3 separate regions of the Sus scrofa genome follow, and regions 2 and 3 are each linked to region 1. A link is a contact called in public Hi-C data. All regions are on one chromosome and are shown on one strand. Each heading gives the region's core, a stretch centred on a gene start, on an enhancer-like site or on the middle of the called end of the contact. The rest is flanking DNA. Distances are from core to core; before and after follow the strand shown.

Region 1 (2,921 bases), core at 215-2,714:
CGATCCCGCAGCACATGGAGGTTCCCAAGCTAGGGGTCTGATTGGAGCTGTAGCTGGCAGCCTACGCCAGAGCCACAGCAACGGGGGATCCGAGCCGTGCCTGCAATCTACACCACAGCTCAGGGCAATGCCAGATCCTTAACCCACTAAACAAGGCCAGGGATCAAACCCACAACCTTATGGTTCCTAGTCGGATTCATTAACCACTGCGCCATGACGGGAACTAGATAGTACCCTTCTAATTGTAATAATTCTCATGCAGGTTCCCCCCCACACACACACACCTCAACATCCAGCATAATCTTCTCCATTACTCAAGGGGCGTGGGGCTTGGAAATGGCTGGTGGGTACCTGGCATCTGGGGAGATGAACAGCAGGAGAAGTGAGTTGTCAGGTAGATGTGAAAGTGGAAGTTTGAGCCACTACGGGATCTTAGAGTCCACGATTGGTTTTGCTGGGTTTGTGACTTCATGATTAGACTTTGCAGCTAGGGGAGGAGACCAGACCCTCTGCATGTAGCCTGAGCACCTAGATGGCGCTGCCTCCTCTCCCTTAAGAACCAAGCCCTTGGGTATCTGTTCTGCCCAGATGTCTCTTTACGGAATATTTGGAATTCTAAGGCCCAGGTCTTTCAATAGGTTCCTGATGCCATAATTTATAGATTTCATTGCCCCAAAGATGACTGTTTGCAAAGCAGCTCTGAGCCTTTACAGATCCTGAAGAAACTCTTTCATCTGAGCATGGTTCCCCTGAAGGATACTGTGGGTAGTCAGAATAGACCAAAGTTTGGAAGGTCTGGCATTGATTTCGGTCTCCTTGCCCTTTTCCAGAATTCTCTCCTGAAAGAGTCAGTCCTCTGAAAACCCAGAATCTCTCTCCAGTCCACATGCAGATTGAGCTCCAGGCTGTTCCCCCTACTCTGCAAGTGGGAGTGAAAAGCAACTATAATCCCTATCTTCTTTGCCAGTGCCCTCTCAGACAAGCCTATTATAGATTTCTAGAACATTTCTGCATTCCTGTGGAATTCATTCCATCATTTCGGAATAATACAGAGATACCATTTGGTCATTTAAATCTGTCTCCCCCCTCCAGGCACAGATAGAGATCTGCCCATCACTGCTGGTAAAACCTGACTTAAAAAGAGGTTAGCTGGTGAATTAATGGCAAGAATGCATGGAGTCACATGCTTTCAAACCAATTAGCAATACAGATGAGCTAGCAAGTCAAGTTCCATTTATAGGGTGGGGGAGGGGAGAAGTCAAATAATCTGTGTTTTTAAGTGTTTCTGAGAAATGAAGACCTCCAGGGCAGAGAGAAGGCGGATCAGGAAATAGCTATGCAAATCGCATGCCTGTGAAATTACTAAAACTTTGATCAGAGGCATTAACAATGGCTCCAGTACTCACAAGTATGAAATAAGGAGTGAGTAAGGCAGGGCATGTTTGGAAGGGATTTCAAAAGTGTTTACTTCCATGGTTTGTTGAGCAGTCAATGAAGTCCACGGCTATTTTAGACTGAAGTTGCCCGAGCAGTCCAGGTATGACAAATGTAGTAATACATTCCATTCTCATTAGTGACTCTTGGGGATCTCAGTGACACAGAGTCAAAATGACTGGACCTCATATAAAGCCTGCCTTTTTTTTTTTTTTCCACCCTCTTTCTAAGGACACTACTGCTCACCCTTCCACCAGCTGTAGGAGAAGGCCTGGATTCTGAGAGAGGGTAGTTCCCTGGAAATGCTAAATTGCTATTAGTATTCAGTGGGATTCAGGCAACATTAAGGTATGACTTGGGCTAAAGCAAACAGGGAAACTCCAAGCGGCCATGATGTCGCAGCTGGCAAGTGTGACACTTCACACCCCTGGGTCCCTGTTCAGGGCTGTCTGGTCTTGAGGGTATTTGAGGCTCTCATCTCAGTTCCCAACTCTGGACTCATCTTTTTTTTTTTTTTTTTTTTTTTTTAAACGGCATATGGAAGTTCCCAGGCTAGGGGTCAAATAGGAGCTGTGGTTGCTGGCCTATACCACAGCCACAGCAGCTCAGGATCCAAGCCACATCTGCAACCACAGCTCATGGCAATGCCGGATCCTTAATCCACTGAGTGAGGCCAGGGAATCAAACCCATGTCTTCATGGATACTAGTCAGGCTCCTTACTGCTGAGCCACAACAGGAACTCCCTGCTTGTCCATCCTAAATGGAATGTTTGCATCTAACCCCCAACTCCCAGTCCATCCCACTCCCTTCCCTCACCCCCTTGGCAACCACCAGTCTGTTCTTTATGTCTGTGTAGACTCATATTTTTAATGCCTTTATTTGAGAAAAAAATATTACACTTAAAAAGGAAACTGTCAGAATAATTTTTTTAAAAATGGTAATACTCTTGTATCCTTTTTTTTTTCTCCCTAACCGTGCCTATTGCTTTAAATTCATCATTTAAGTTAGAAAGTTCCCCCAAGATAGAGTTGTGCTTCTTAGTGGTCCAGTGTGTTCATATCTCAGAAGCAACAGTTGCTTCTCAAACATTTCTATTGGGTGTGGAAAATTATTTATAGGAGAACAGAATAAAAGTAAACTTTTTATGATGTTCTTAAAGGTATATATAATTAATGCTTTGTGAATTCATGGGCAGATTCAAGCAGTTATCAGATTCTGAGTACCAGGAGCTGCAGTTTTCTGGCCCCACTCTGTTCGGTGTGGAGTATATGGAATATAACTGTGGATTGGAATTAAAATTTTCAGGGAATCATTTATAAATTTAAAAGAAAAAATGTTGGCTTTAAGTTAAAGCCACAATGAGAGCTGAGAGCTTCTGTTTTTCTTTTCCTTTTTCCCCAAGTATTTGAAAACTGAAATTCTGTAAGAGATTATCTGTGAAAATGCCTTTCTTTTATTACACCCATAAATTTCAGGAGTGGCTTTG
Region 2 (2,921 bases), core at 272-2,771, 200 kb after region 1:
TGTGATTTGTTTTTGAAATAGGTGAATTATGAGGAACTCAGTGTTGAATTTTTATGTTGGGTATGCAGCAGCAGCAAATGTAGTTAAATACACTTCAAAATCATAGAATCACAGAGGTAGAAAGAACCTTAGAACTTTTATCCACTATGAAAACTTTAGGTGTTCCCATTGTGACAGACATGGCTCAGATCGTGCATTACTGTGGTTGTAGCGTAGGCTGGCAGCTGTAGCTCCAATTTGACCCCTAGCCTGGAAACTTCTATATGTTGCACCTGTGGCCCTTGAAAGAAAGAAAAAGAGAAAAAGAAAGAAAGAAAGAAAGGAAGGAAGGAAGGAAGGAAGGAAGGAAGGAAGGAAGGAAGGAAGGAAAGAAAACTTTTTAAAGATGAAGAAAATTAAGTGAATTGCCTAAGATTATTGGTTTCTGGGAGAAACCCAGCCTAGACGAAAAAATCCAAGACCTTTCCATTAAGATTTTCTTTGTCTACAAAAGAATTTACAGATCTTTGTATATTCGTGTTACAAACTGTAACATTTCCCTTAAAAAATAAAAGTGAAAAAGAGGAATACATTGCTTCTTTCAGGTCAAAAAAAGAACATACATTCTGAAAATATTCTAAACACATTCTTTTCATTCACACATTCTTCAAACTCTAAAGTGATTGCGTTAATGATCTTTATTCCACAAATTAATCTAGAGCTTTGACACAGTCAAAATTTTTCCTTTCTAGTTTCCTCTATTCTTCCATTTAATATTAGGTTAACATTATGCAGTAACAATTTCCCTCTGACATGCCTATGCTAATTTCCAAGTTAAAGGATTTAGATTCTACTAATAGATTAAGATGTGTGATCGCAGCATAATACAGCACAGCAGAGATCTCAATGGTAAAGTAAAGTTAGTTTTAGTTACTCAGAATGAAAACTGTATCAACGACTCAAGCCCTTGTGGAAAATTTCTTATCTAAGACACTTCCCTACTACACTTAGGAAGTTTAAGTGCAGTTTTCATATCCAATTATGCCACTTTCAAATAATTACAAATCTTTATGAACATAAATAGTTGGCTACCTTTACATTGTGCTTCACCTTTAGATCCCATAATCTTTTGTCTACATTTCTATTTGTTTAGAATTCTTTCTAAGGTTCTGAGTGCCTGTGTCCAATTTCCTTTCTAGAATAGCTTTACATTACTCCTTCATCCCTAACCTGCCCAACTAGGTAGGAATGTATGTGTGCTCTTCCCACTGGTGCCTTAGCACTTTTGGTAAAAAAAATAATAATATTACTTACAGAGCTCTCCCCATGTGCCAAGCTAAAAACCCTTTACACACATCTGATAACAATTTTTAAAATATATTTGCCAATTCATGGTTATGTTTTGTCATTTGTCTCAAAGTACTTTTCAATTTCCTCTTTGATTTCATCACTGACCCAATAGTTTTTTAGTAAGATGTTGTGTAGTCCGCATATAGTGGTTTTCATGGGGTTTGGGGTTTTTTTTTCTCATTTCCCTTTTTATGGTTTATTTCTAGTTTCATGCTGAAGTGGTCAGAAAAGATGCATCAAATAGTTCCTATCCTCTTAAATTTCTTAAGGCTTGTTTTGCGTCCTGGTACGTCGTCTCCTAGAGAATGCTCCACGTTCACTTGAAAAAAAAAATGTATGCTCTGGGTTTTATGGATGAAATGTTCTAAAATTATCAATTGGGTCTAACTGACTGTGAAAACACAACCATACAAAAATCTATGGGACGTATCAAAAGCAGTCCTAAGAAGGAAGTTCATAGCAATATAGGCCTTCCTCAAAAAGCAAGAAAAATCTCAAGTAAACAACCTAACATACTACCTACAAGAATTAGAAAAAGAAGAACAAGTCTAAAGTCAGCAGAAAGAAGAAAATGATAATGATCTGAGAGTAAATAAGTAAAAGAGAAAAAACAATGGAAGAAATCAATATAACCAAGAGCTGGTTTTTTGAAAGGGTAAACAAAATTGACAAACCTCTGGCCAGGCTCACCAAGAAGAAAAGACAGAGGACTCAAACAAAACAACCAAACTGAAGAAATAAAAAAAAAAACTGTAAGAGAATAATTATGAACAATTATATGCCAACAAACTGGAAAACCTAAAAGAAGTGGGTGACTTTCTAGAAACATAAAACCCACCAAAACTGGGTTTGTTTGTTTGTTTTTCCTTTTTCAGCCACTTCTACAGCATATGTAAATTTCCAGGTCAGGGATTGAATCCAAGCCATAGCTGCAGCAACACCAGATCCTTAACCCACTGTGCCAGGATGGGGATCGAACTGGCAACACCACAGACAAACTGGATCATTAACCCGCTACACTCACAAGTCCACCAAAACTGAATCAAGAAGAAATAGGTAATTTGAACAAACCAATCACTAGAAATGAAATAGAATCTGTAATAAACAAACAGGTTAATAAATAAAACATCCCTGCAAACAAAAGTCCAAGATTGGATGGCTTCACTGGGGGATTCTGCCAAAAATACAAAGAACTTAACTCAAACTCTTCTAAAAGACTGGCAAGGAGGGAACACTCCCAAAATTATTCTATGAAGCCACCATCACTTTGATACAAAAACCAGACAAACACACTACCAAAAAAGAAAATTAAGGCCAATATCGTTGATGAATATAGAGGCAAAAATTCTAAACAAAATATAAGCAAATTGATTCCAACAACAAATAAAAAAGATGATATACCATGACCAAGTGGGATTCATCCCAGGGTCACAAGAATAGTTCAACATGGAAAAAACCAATCAATGTCATATACCACATCAACAAAAGAGAGGACAAAAACCGCATGATCATCTCAATAGATGCAGAAAAAGCATTTGATAAAATTCAACATCCATTCATGATAAAAACTCACCAAAGTAAGTAAAAGGAAC
Region 3 (2,921 bases), core at 258-2,757, 140 kb after region 1:
AAATGCTTTAGCTTGACATTCAAGGCCTCCCATAATCTGACTCCTCCTGCCTGGTCAACCCTATTTCTAATTCCCAATATACACAATTAAACCATTTCAAGCCCTCAGCATTCTCTGTTCTTTTATGTTTTTTAAAAAAATATCTACTTCCATGGAAACAAATACCCCAAAGCCTACTGGTTAAAATAATAAACATTTATTATCTTATAAATTTAGGAAATGCTTAGCTGGGTGGTTTCTGGCTTGGAATTTCTCAGGAGGCTGACATCACCCTTGGTGGATCTGCTTCTGAGGGCTCATTTAAAAGCTGGTGGTGGTTGTTGAGGGGGGTCTCAGTTTCTCTCCACATGGCTCTCTTCTACTACTGTTGGAGTGTAGTTGTTGGCCTCTCACTCACTTCGGTAAGTGACCCACGAAAGTGCTTAGGTGCAACCTCTCCTTTATATCATATCCTCACAAGCCACACTGCATCACTTCCTCCAAAACTCTACGTTAGAAGTGAATCCCTAGGCCCATATTCAAAGGGAGAATTACGTTCTACCTTTGAAGACAGGGTCAATGAATTTGTGGACATATTTTGAACCACAATAATGTTTCCACCCCATTGCTCATTCTGTTCCACTGCTCAGAATGCCCTTTTCCATATCTACAGAGTGCAATCCTACAAGACTTTATATATGCATTTGGCAGCATCCCTGGTCTCTTACCACTAGATTTAAGCAGCACCCTGAACCCTCATCACGGGAACCAAAGAAATGTCTCCGGACATTACCAAATATTCCATGGTGAACACAAATCACTCCTGTTTTAGACCACAGTTCTAGATGGTAAGTTCTGTGATTCTATTCTTCCACTTCAATATTAAAACGGTTTACTATGTTGATATAGTCTCTAGCCCCAAAGACTATATTCTAACAAGCTAAGAGAAGAACAAAACTATTCCTTTTTTATTTTATGTTGCTGTCCAACCCTCCTTAGGCTTCCTTCATTCCTCTGGGTGATTCTAATAACTTTTCAATAACACCCCCACCATTCTTTTTTTTTTTTTTTTTTTGCTTCATTTATCATCTGTTGCTTTTTGCCAAAAAGAAATGCTATTAACAAAAATCAACTCATTCTTCCAGCCTGGCTCAAATACCACCTCTTCACATTCTCCCAGATGTTCTTGGATGGAATTTGTATTTTCCTCCCTTTCATATTTATAAACAGCCTGGTAGTAGAGTCAGGTTTCCATATACCCAAATCTTTCTTCCCAAATGCCTCCCAGGGTCAGACATGATGCCCAAGATAGTATACAAGTAGGATCCAACTGTGAATGAAATCAATTGCATTGAGGGCTTTAATACAAAAAGATATTCCAAGTGATCACATCACTAGAGAAAAAGAGTTTGGAGGCAAGTCTGGCAAAACTTGCTCTTAATGCCTTTCGCAGTCTCACATTCATTACTGGTTATGAGTACAATGAGGAAGTTGACCACTCCCTTAAGGTCATGACTGGTTACGTTCAAATCCTGTCTCATTCACCATGAGACCTTGGGCAAGTTAATTAATTGTCCTGTGCCTCAAATTGCTCATCTGTAAAATGGTGATTGTTGTAATACTACCTGGGGTGGGGCTGAAATATAAAACAGATCAACTTGGAGTTGCTCTGGCTGAATGAGAAGAGAGAGAACCAGAGGCTCACTCATTTAGTGTCATCCCCACTGGCTGCAGTCTCTAAGGGCATCATCTCAGGAACCTAGAGCCCTCTGGGTTAACCTGAGACAAACACCAACAGCATTTCAGTGGTTCTACTGATAATGAAATGGAAAAGATGAATAACAGCTTGCCCAAGGCAACATGGCTAATTAACTATAAACCATAGACTAGAATTCCACTCCCTCAATTCATAAGCTGAGTGCTCCTTCCACAAACTCAGCTGATTTAGTCCTGATATCAAATATTCCTACTTAGTTTAACTTGTCTTATTTTCTTGAACTGGCATTAAAGTCCTGCATGTGACCCAGCTTATCCTACCTTGCCCCTTCAGCCATGCCAATCTGCTTGCTGATTCCTACCTTAACAATAGGCTAACTGCCTTGTTCAATCCATTCCTTTCCACAAATTCCATGACAACTAATCTCCCTTAAATTTGAATGGTGTAAAATTAAACTCCTCCAGAAGCCCAGTGGATAAATTGACTTCTATTCTTATTTCTCCTAGATTTGAAAAATCTTCCTATTATGACCTGTTCTTACATCATTCTAAGATATTCATAGTATATAATTTTATACTGCTTAACTCATCATTTTCACAGATACAAGGTCTTTTGCACTTGTTGAAAAATCACAATGTAAAAGTTCTCATACCCCCTCATGGATCTCTCATATCTCTTAAAATCAGAGGCTTAACTGTGTTATACTGACTGTTCTTTCATATTGCCCACTGTTGTGTTATGTATTATTTAATCTTTTCAGTCAATTTCTTAAGTTCACTGGTGGTAGGCAGGGATTGTTTTAAATGTCTGTATACAGATATATGTTATATATATGAGGTAAGCTTAAACAGTAACATATCAATATACTCTAAATGGTCAATCCCATCAACAAAAATGTGAACTTCTCAAGAATAAATATTCTTTTTAATCTTATAAACCCCAATAATGTCTAACGTAGGGTTCTAATATAGTGACAATAAATATATGGACATATTTTAGATATCTCTTAAATTCTTATGCACTGTAAGTCCAAGTACAAAAGGAAAAAAGCAAAAAAGGAAAATGGGGCAGGGGTTACAATTTCTTTTAAGAATATATAGATGTATATATGTATGTACGCATACCATATATGTGTGTATTAGATATACCTTATTCTTCTCTTTCTACATTTGTTACATGCTACATGTCAGGCTGCAAAAACAATAGAAGAACTTATGTCAGGGCT

What was found. Hi-C and Micro-C count contacts between places; a contact is called where the count stands out from the background.
Region 2: a Hi-C map of alveolar macrophages shows a contact between it and region 1, with 4 times the contacts expected there. The contact joins two enhancer-like sites. A contact is called at or near these places in 1 of 5 promoter capture datasets (liver), 31 of 47 Hi-C or Micro-C datasets (adipose tissue, alveolar macrophages, blood and 15 more) and 2 of 2 datasets of contacts at active chromatin or transcription factors (alveolar macrophages and skeletal muscle).
Region 3: a Hi-C map of alveolar macrophages shows a contact between it and region 1, with 1.9 times the contacts expected there. The contact joins two enhancer-like sites. A contact is called at or near these places in 5 of 47 Hi-C or Micro-C datasets (alveolar macrophages, heart right ventricle, omental adipose tissue and 2 more) and 2 of 2 datasets of contacts at active chromatin or transcription factors (alveolar macrophages and skeletal muscle).

What each region holds. Positions count from the first base shown.
Region 1 is chr14:65,544,872-65,547,792 of Sscrofa11.1, forward strand. The region is part of intron 4 of ARID5B (AT-rich interactive domain-containing protein 5B); the gene reads left to right. Among named protein-coding and RNA genes, the nearest start is that of ARID5B, 140 kb to the left of the region's middle. Within about 2 kb of position 1,465, at least 18 of the 83 cell types and tissues checked have an H3K27ac peak or open chromatin away from gene starts, as enhancers often do. A contact at or near this core is called in alveolar macrophages, where this site is marked.
Region 2 is chr14:65,741,675-65,744,595 of Sscrofa11.1, forward strand. All of the region lies in intron 4 of RTKN2 (rhotekin-2), which reads right to left. Among named protein-coding and RNA genes, the nearest start is that of MIR9836, 7.6 kb to the right of the region's middle. Within about 2 kb of position 1,522, at least 3 of the 83 cell types and tissues checked have an H3K27ac peak or open chromatin away from gene starts, as enhancers often do. A contact at or near this core is called in alveolar macrophages, where this site is marked.
Region 3 is chr14:65,683,729-65,686,649 of Sscrofa11.1, forward strand. No RefSeq gene overlaps it. Among named protein-coding and RNA genes, the nearest start is that of MIR9836, 66 kb to the right of the region's middle. Within about 2 kb of position 1,508, at least 2 of the 83 cell types and tissues checked have an H3K27ac peak or open chromatin away from gene starts, as enhancers often do. A contact at or near this core is called in alveolar macrophages, where this site is marked.